Linked DNA regions of Mus musculus: region 1 is linked to region 2. The links are chromatin contacts, called in public HiChIP or PLAC-seq maps. All regions are on one chromosome and are shown on one strand. The core of a region is the stretch at or near the end of the contact, and the rest is flanking DNA. Distances in the headings are between cores, read along the strand shown.

The links. HiChIP or PLAC-seq counts read pairs in DNA pulled down with a chosen protein or histone mark.
Region 1: an H3K27ac HiChIP or PLAC-seq map of SST interneurons shows a contact between it and region 2, with 7 times the contacts expected there. The contact joins two enhancer-like sites. A contact is called at or near these places in 1 of 15 datasets of contacts at CTCF or cohesin (the NIH/3T3 cell line) and 3 of 115 datasets of contacts at active chromatin or transcription factors (SST interneurons, embryonic basal ganglia and embryonic limb bud).

What each region holds. Positions count from the first base shown.
Region 1 is chr15:91,707,181-91,711,822 of GRCm38.p6, reverse strand. Lrrk2 (leucine-rich repeat kinase 2) reads right to left here. Exons shown (of 51, transcript NM_025730.3): 13 at 2,435-2,559. Among named protein-coding and RNA genes, the nearest start is that of Lrrk2, 36 kb to the right of the region's middle. Within about 2 kb of position 1,897, at least 10 of the 459 cell types and tissues checked have an H3K27ac peak or open chromatin away from gene starts, as enhancers often do. A contact at or near this core is called in SST interneurons, where this site is marked.
Region 2 is chr15:91,302,459-91,306,946 of GRCm38.p6, reverse strand. The region is part of intron 7 of Slc2a13 (solute carrier family 2 (facilitated glucose transporter), member 13); the gene reads left to right. Among named protein-coding and RNA genes, the nearest start is that of CN725425, 110 kb to the right of the region's middle. Within about 2 kb of position 2,291, at least 14 of the 459 cell types and tissues checked have an H3K27ac peak or open chromatin away from gene starts, as enhancers often do. A contact at or near this core is called in SST interneurons, where this site is marked.

The DNA.
Region 1 (4,642 bases), core at 648-3,147, 410 kb before region 2:
CACCCAGAAAACCTTTAACAAAATAAGTACATATCCAAAGAGTGTTTTTTTTTTTTGTTTTGTTTTTTAATAAAAGAGATTAACAAACAGGTATGGTGCTAGCAGGCTTTTGCTGCTCTTTAAGAACCTACCCACCTAAAAGGAATAAATTTTGAGCATGGAAAGACTACAAAAATAATTTATTAATCTCAAAGTCCAGGACTCTGGAGAGAGAGGCAGGTAGAGGTCTGTGAGTTCAAGGCTACCCTGGGCTACATAGTGAGACCTTACCTTAAAGAACTAAGCGGGTAGGGGGGTGCAAATTGTTGTTCCATTTTACTCAATCTACACAATTCAAAAATTAGTAATAAAACTTTAAGAAAAATTATGCCTGAACTGCCAGTGATGAGTGGGAAATGATGAATTGATTTAAAACACACAGGCGGGTCTCTGTTTTTATTCAAAGTATCAGGTTTAAAACATAAAATTAGTAAGAGTCTCTTCTTATAAAACACTTGTCACACAGTGAAAATCCTCTTAATTCTGAAAGAGAAAACAACACCTAGACACTATGGAAAAGAGTTGATTTAGTAAACTTTTATTCTATGGAGAATAAGTATGGATTTCACAAAAGCTGGAACTTTATATGAGCAACAAAGAATATTAGCGATCCTCTACTTATCTCTCATCTCTGTTCTCTCTGCATCTGCCTCATCCACTACATCTGCCTCATCCACTACATCTGCCTCATTCACTACATCATCTCATTAGACTGCCATCAACTCATAACCAACTATCTTACATGGATCCCCCACTCAATTACCCCATATAACTCCACCATTGATGTGGATTGCAAATTTGGACACAGAACTACAGGGTAGTGGTCCCAATTATTAATGCATATTATTAAGTACATTTTATATAGTTTCAAAGGTTATTCACTTTACTGCTTGATATCAGAATTGTATGTAACAAGCTCTTGACTCCCTAATGGTACACACACACACACACACACATGTGTGTAAATACATATATTTCTGTGTGTAAATACATATGTATATGTGAGTATATTTTAGATTTATAAAAAACAAAAATAAGAGTTTAAACATAGGCTATTCAGAAATCTAAACTTTTTTTTTTAATTCGTGGAGATATAATCAAAAGGGGAAATGCATGTATACATGAAAATATTTAAAAGAAATGGGTAATGTGACTCAGACTTATATAACACACTTTCTTCGATCAAAAAGGAGGCAATACTACTAGATTGGACGTAAATTAATACCCTGAAAACCATCCTCCAGCCCTTAGTAGTAGAGCATTCTAACCATCCTCAGGATGTTAAACACATGCTTACTTTTGATGGTACTACTTCAGGTTTCTTCCCAGAGTGCGTCAGAAACGTATCAATTCTACAATCCCGTTAGCCCGGGAGGGACACATTTTTCTTAAAAAGTTTAAAAGGGGTCCTTCCAGTGTTTGTAAATAGGATATAAGAAACAATAAAAATAATTCAAGTCAGGCCATTATTAAGTTTTCAGAACATGTTTGAGCCGTTAATAAAATTTAATTGTTCTCCATCTGAAATCGCAATCGCTCAGCATTGCACTTAGGGTCTGTGGTCTGTCCTCCCAGACTCATCACCATACCCTCCCCGGGTTGTCTTCACTCCCCCCACACTCTGCGCTCACGTTCCTTCTGCCTGGAAGCTGTTCTTGCCAGCTGACTTCTCCTTGAGCCATAGGCATCTACTCTCTGACCTATGTGCTCCTCTGAAGACATTAGGTGCGTCAATGTGCTCAGACATGCCGGACCTTTGTCTGCAGTGAAGCCAATCAGCTGCTCTTCTGTCTACTGAGCACCCGACATCCCGCTTTGCCCTCATTCCCTGTGTCATTCAACCCAGTGAAGCACTGCGGTGTTCAGAACAGAACGGGAGGCGTTTAATAATACGTGCTGAAAGAACGTGGGGACAGGTGTGTTAGAGAGAGCTGAAGGGCAAACAAGGTGACAGCTGGGGAAAGCCAGGCAGAAGGAGGCCTTAAAGTCAATGAGGGAGGGGCCATGTGGCTCTGCTGGAGAAGCGCTAACTTAACCTCGGACAAGAAGGATGGGTCTGAAGCAACAGAGAAGGGCTGTTCTGTACTAGCTCGAACTTTAACATGGCTGGCGGCAAAGAAAATAGCAAAGCATCGGAGATGAATAGTCCTTAGGGACAGGAGGTCCGCTTTTTACCCTGTGTTTATTTCTTATGTAAATGAAGTGCTAAATAATCTTATGAGCTCATCTACGTCATTCTTCCTCATGAACTTAATTTCGGGTTTGGCAGAAAGACCTGCGTGCGCGGTCGTCAGAATCTGGTTCTTTAAGCTTGGCCTAGAAAACAATGTGTCATGAAAATGCAAAATTCCCTTTAAATGGCTGCCTCTCAGTGCGGATCCGTTCCGTGACTCACCTGGCACAACGAAATGCAAGATAGCTCGCAGCGCCTCCAGCTGGACTGACAGAGACGTTCCGTGGGCTTTCATCACTGTTAGTATTTTAGGGACCACTGCTGCCATTGTATCCAGAGAAGGGTTACTAGAGATAGAAATTGGTTGTTTATTGGAAAAAGAAAGTACAGCCTGGTTTATTTGTAAAAGCATCGAACTGAAACAAATATGGGTCATAAGAGCCAATGGAATTTTTAACAGGAAAAGCTATAAGAAAATGCATTTGAACCAATCCAAAACTTCAAGAAAATCCATTTCAATCCAACAAAAACTTCAAGAGTTTAAATTCTGACCTCAATAATTAGATCTGCAATAGCCCCGATATCTTTTTGCTTTAGTTTTATGAAGGTAACACCTTCCTTCTGGTCAGTATGTGGATCACTGGCAACAGCCCAGAAAAATGTTCACACCCCCATTTTCCAGATTAAAAAACTTGTTGTTTGGAGGAGGAAACACCAAAATCCTTTAACTAGAAAGAGGCAAGGCCAGGACCCCTGCATAATACATATCAAGGTTCCTCTTCCAGGTTAGCATCACCAGACTTTATATCCAAAGTTTATTAGTTCACATTAAACCCTTGGCTTCTCCAAGACATCTGAGCCACTCTTTTTATTTTTTATTTTTATTTTGTATTTTATTTATTTATTTTGAGACAGGGTTTTTCTCTATGTAGCCCTGGCTGTCCTGGAACTCACTCTGTAGACCAGGCTGGCCTTGAACTCAGAAATTCGCCTGCCTCTGCCTCCCAAGTGCTGGGATTAAAGGTGTGCGCCACCACGCCCAGCCTTTTTTTTTTTAAAATTGAATATTTTCTTTATTTACATTTCAAATGTTATCATCCCTTTTCCAGTTCCCTGCCCCAAACTCCCTATCCTATCCCCCTCCCCCTGCTTCTATGAGGGTGTTCCCCAACCTAAGCACCCACCCACTCCTGCCTCCCTGCCATCGAATTTCCCTACACCAGGACATCGAACCTTCATGGAACCCTCTCTTCTTTCACGGGTGACGAAACATGCCGCTCTGGAAGGCAGCGTGGCTATTTGCCCCACACAGTACCTCCTCAACTGAAACTTGCCCACACACTTCCAGCACCACCAGAACCGAAAGTTAAATATTGCAAATGAGTTTTCAAAAACAGCATTTATGAAAGGAGAAATGTGACAGAGATATATTACCTAAGGATAGCTTAGCTGGACTTGTGTGAAAGACAAGTAACTCCATTCTTTATGAGTCTGTAGGTGTGGTGCACACATCTTACATTATTCATATATAATAACCATATTGTTAGCAGCTAGATTTACTGACAACTTAAAATGCACCAAGCCTGTCCTAATCCTTCGTGAAAATGAATTTATTTAATCCTTATGCCCCAAACTCAGAGCTTCTGAAGTTTATTTTCTGATTCTTCTATTTTATTCTTTTTGGAAGAATCCCGAAGCCCAACCATTCGATAGCTGGCTCGTATCAGCAATAAAGTCATTCGGCTTCCTCCGAGACTAAACCTCCACATAGGAGGAAGCTCATTAAGGCTCTGTGTGTCCTAGGAAGAGGCAGAAACATCTCACCCCGAGGGAAAGCTCATTAAACTCGGGGAATGAACTACTCAGACCCTTCAGGAACCCTGAAAGTGACAAGATTCACTAGGCTTCTCCGTCCCAAGTCTGTATGAGCTGTGAGAACTGCCGAATGACTCCCTCAGAGCAGCCCAGGCCTGAAAAGGACAGGCACCGGCACCTGCAGAGCTTCCCAGAAGACTCTCAGACTAGACCAGCTGCCTGAAGAGGCTTGGCTCACCTTTAAAATAAATAAATAAATAAAAAACAAAAACAACAAAAAAACAAAACACACCAAAAAACTATAAACATTTCATTCTTTTTTTTTAAAGAAACTATCTCAAAAAGAGGAAAATAATCTAGATCACACACACACACACACACACACAATCTTCATGCATAAAGACCCAGGGGTGGCCATATTGTCTGTGACAGTCCCAAATATCAGCTGTTTCAGGCTAGTGCCTGGGACTTCCCACAACCAGCAGCAATGTGTGAAGGCCTTCTTTATCTGCCCCTAGGGCCCAGCCAGACCTATCTCAGTCACATTTTTACCTTCTGCGAAATGTTCTTGGCTGGGGGGGGGGGTACTGGGGGGGGAGGCAGGGAGGAACACCC
Region 2 (4,488 bases), core at 1,042-3,541:
TCGTTGATATACTCTTTCATTGATGTAAGTCGATGCTGTCCCTGCAGTGAGACATTATATATGTAATTAAAGGGTAATTTAAAAGGCATCAGAAAGTCTTTTCAAGACTTTCAAGTTAACTGCTTTCTCCTTTATGTTTGGCTTGTGATAAGGAAAAAGAAAATTGAGTAAAAGTAGATTGCAATTGAATATTCTGATATGATGATTTAATAACATTTTATCCCTTTAGAACTTTACAGCTAAGTTAGATGTGTAGCTTCAGATAAACTTATTGTCTGTAGTGCTCAGAAAATAGCAGCTGTAGTGTAGAGATGCCAGCCTTGCGTGCGCCTTTAAGGTGTTTGGAGTGGAAAAGCTAAGAGTGGCTGCCGCTGTTTCCACATCCTTTTACAGAGTGCTGTGGAAATCTTCACAGACCATCGGTTATGTGTATTGGTGTGTGCTTGTATCAGAAAAGCATGAGACACATATCCCAGGGCTCTTTAGACTGTGGCATGTTTCCAAGACTTACCAGTACAGCCTCGTACCGCATACTAGCACACAGTGACATGTGGCATGCCTTTACAGCTATGAGGATATTTTCTCTTACCAGTATTATCTGGTAAGATTATAATTCTGACAGTTATCTGGAGAGTTAAGGAACATAGCATTGCTTCTTTTATAGCTTTATGATGTACACACATACATATATGTCAAACTAGATGTTAAAATATGAAGGTGGATGAGTAAAAGCAACTTCACCATATTGTCTTTCTTCTCTCACCTCCACACGGATGCTGTGTCACAAGCATGCTCATAGACACACACAAACACACAAATAATAATTTTAATCTAATTTTATCATTTTATTTATAGCACAAATTTTATCTATTCACAATTAAAGAATGTTGAACAACAACTCGATTGCCCTAAGTGAAAAAAAAAGAGTCCGTCACACATTGCCAAAAAGTGTACATATTCAATGTGGAGAAGTAATATAAAAAACATTTCTTCACATGAGGCCTGTCCTTAAAATAACATTTTAAGTTTAGCAAGCGTATTAGTCAGCGTTCTCAAAAGAAACAAACTGATTGGGACATTACAGTCTGGGTGGCCCAACACTGGCTGCCTTCACTAGAGTCTGAGGACTGGCAGTGCCCAGTCCCCTGGGCTAGAGTCTCAGCAGTGCTCCAGACAGTGCTCAAAGCCTGGAGGATTCCTGGGAACCCATGGTCTTCAGTCCACATTGGAAGGAAAAAAAAAGAATCTGGATTCTTACCTTAGTAAAGAATGTCAATGGCTGTGCTGGTGGCAGCCACAGCTAATGAACTCATAGAAAGATGCAAATATGGATAGATGAATGGTGCTCAACCTTCCTAATGCTGTGACCCTTTAATGCAGTTCCTCATATTGCGCTGACTCCCAGCCACAAAATTATGTTCTCTGCTACTTCATATTGCCATCTTGCTACTGTTATAAATCGCTGAGAACCGCTAGGGTAGATGAACGCACCAGTCTGACAAGAAGGCAAAGACATAAAACACAAAAGCCTTTCCCCTCAGACCTCCTTGGATCCCTGTTGCTGCCAGAAATCCCACCACATTCACAGGCAGTCTTTCCACTTCACTTACTGTAATCAAGAGAATTCCTCCCAGGTGCGCCCAGGCTCTGCCTCCAGCTCAGCTCCATACCCACTCAAGTTGTCAACAAGATCAAGCATCAGAGCCAGCAAAAGTCAGTTCAGAACAATTCTGCGCATCTAGCAAAATACTGCAACAATTTTAACACCGCTAGAATGTAAGACATTCGTCATCTCTTGTCTTGACAAGGCCTAGCGGCATAGCTCTTTGTTCTGTCGCCTGCAGAGGAACGCAAATGCTTACCCAGGTCCTGAGTGCTAGTCTTTGACAAAAATTATACATCTGAGGCTTTACGTAGATTGTACATGTAAGACTGCCCCTGGAAATGTAACAGTAGCAATAATCTTATAAGAAACGCTTGAATATGCATTATCTAGAAATATTTTATTTCTGTAACTGTGTCTTAACGTCAGTAGGCCTCAGTTCAACCAGATCTGTCCCCAAACAACACTGTCCCCAAACAACACTGTAATCCCTTTGAAATAGCTCGTGATTTGGGAACAGATGTCAAAATTCTCTATACATCTCTCAGTGCCATCAGAGAAACCACATAAGTCGTATCTGATGTGTCTAAGTTGCTGTATAGAGAATGGTTGCTAGGCCCTACTGTGTCCAGATTCTCCAAGTTCTTAAAAGGGCTACACCCAAGGAAGCAGTTACAGCATTACAGAGGCACTAGGCTTTTTCCCAGCAGGTGGCAGTGTTGTCAAAGGTTTTATCTCTGTAAGAAGTGACCCTCTTCTGGTTGAAAATGCCCCCACCTATTAAGAAAGCTGTTAATCCTGGGTCCCGTTTACGTGGCTTGCATGAATCCAAGTCCTCTCTTAAAGCATAGAGAGTTGTACATAAGGCAGGACCAAGCATTTGTCTTGTCGTCTACAAAGGCATCTACTTATACAATGCTCCTATAATTGCTGTTTCCAGTTTTAGACCAAGCCTTCCCTCTACGTCTGCAGTGGCCATGTGGTTTTGCAGGAAAAACGCATCCTGTCCCTTTTTAAAGTTTGGAGATCCAGTTTCCACACATTATGAAGGATACAAGTGAGTCCTTAGGAATTGAAGAGGAGTTGCCATACTGGGAAAGAAAAAGTAGTGGAGAGGGCTTCCCATGCCTTGTCTAAATACTTCTAAATGGTGGCTGTATCCTCCTTGCCTCCCAGACAAGGGAGTTTCCATTCTGTCTTGAATGGAAACTCAGGAGAGACCCCAAAAGAAAGAGTTGTGGTCCCGGGCACAACATAACACAAATAAATGATGGCCGTAGGGAAGTCTCTCACTTGGGACTGCTACATCACACAAAACAGGTCGCCCCAAAATAGGTGTGACAGCCTCAATCTGACACAGCAAATGAAGTGACCTCATCTCTTAGCTGCTTTTGATTTTTGCTACCTGTGAGTCTTTGGGGGTGGGGGGTTGAAGGATGAGTAAAACTTATTTTCTGTCATAGACTTTAGGAGAAAGCTCTTAGCAAAACCCATGTATCCCATACAAACGCTTGTAAATTAACAGAACTTTTACAAACCCAGTGAATGCTGTTTCGAATAAACAAAAAGACCTTTAGTGAAGGTTTTTATGCTTATTGTCTCTGTAAAACGTTTGCCTGAGGAGATACTCTTAGTGGTAGTTTACAGCATCTTAATGTTTTATGAACTAACTCGGAGCGCTGAATATATCATTTTAGTAAGTATTAAGAAGTTTAGAGTATCTAAATTTATAACATCAGGCAGTATAGATTTAGCAAGTCAATTCTACGAAGGGAGAGTTGAAATGAAATTGTATTTATGACCCAGCAAAGCAGAGGAAGTGCATCTGGCTGTACTTAAAGCTTTGTGAGAGGTCCTTTAGTCACTTGACTGTTTCCACATTAACATTTGAATCCTAAACAACCAGCAAACTCGGATTTGGCATCTCACTGCCTACATTTCCCTTAGGATGGACAGAGAGAACGCCCTTCACAAGAAGTGAAGATGCCAGAGCACAGCAACCTGTGAGTCTAAGATCTGGGTAAAAATGCCTACACATGGTGGGCATCCTGAGCCTATTAGATCTGGACTCACACAGACTGGGTCAGAGGGGTTGTTTTCTCTGTTAGATATGGAACGATGGAGGTGCGGTGGAAATAGAAGAAGGCAGGCAGGCATCTCCAGAAGCAGAATTATTCTTAAATCAGGCTACCATCCTTCCATGGAAGTGAGACCTTGTGCATACGGTGTGACGGTTTTGGGGTCTTACAGGATGGGTAAGGGGGAATGCTGGGGATGACAGTCCATCCGCAGGTCCCTTCCTCTGTGTCGGGAAGTGGTAGAGCCCTGCAGATTTGCCATATGGATCTTACCAGAAGCTTCCGTAGGCATTGTCAGTCAAGTACACCTGAAGCCTGTAAGTCATTAACTTTCATACGGGGTCAAACCTCAGTCCACCCTTGAGCCTTGTAGGTCATGAAGCCTTTACTCTGCGGTCTGTGGAATCCTTATATAGATCAGCCTTTAATGGGTCTGTTGCTGCTACCATCAAGTTTCTAGCTTCCATTAAGTTAACTATCACACTCATCAACTAATAAGCAAAAGAGCACCTCAACATAATTATATTAGGAACAGAGATGGGAGGCAGGTAAAAATCAAGACCTGAGTTAACTCTCTGGAACCCATGTTGAAGAAGAAGGAGGAGGAGGAAGAGGAAGAAGAAGAAGAGGAAGAAGAGGAAGAAGAAGAGGAAGGAGGAGAAGAAGAAGGAGGAGGAGGAGGAGGAGAGGAAGAAGAGGAAGAAGAGGAAGAAGAGGAAGAGGAAGAAGAAGAAGAAGAAGAAGAAGAAGAAGAAGAAGAAGAAGAAGAAGAAGAAGAAGAAGTAGTAGTAGTCAGCTACATACAGT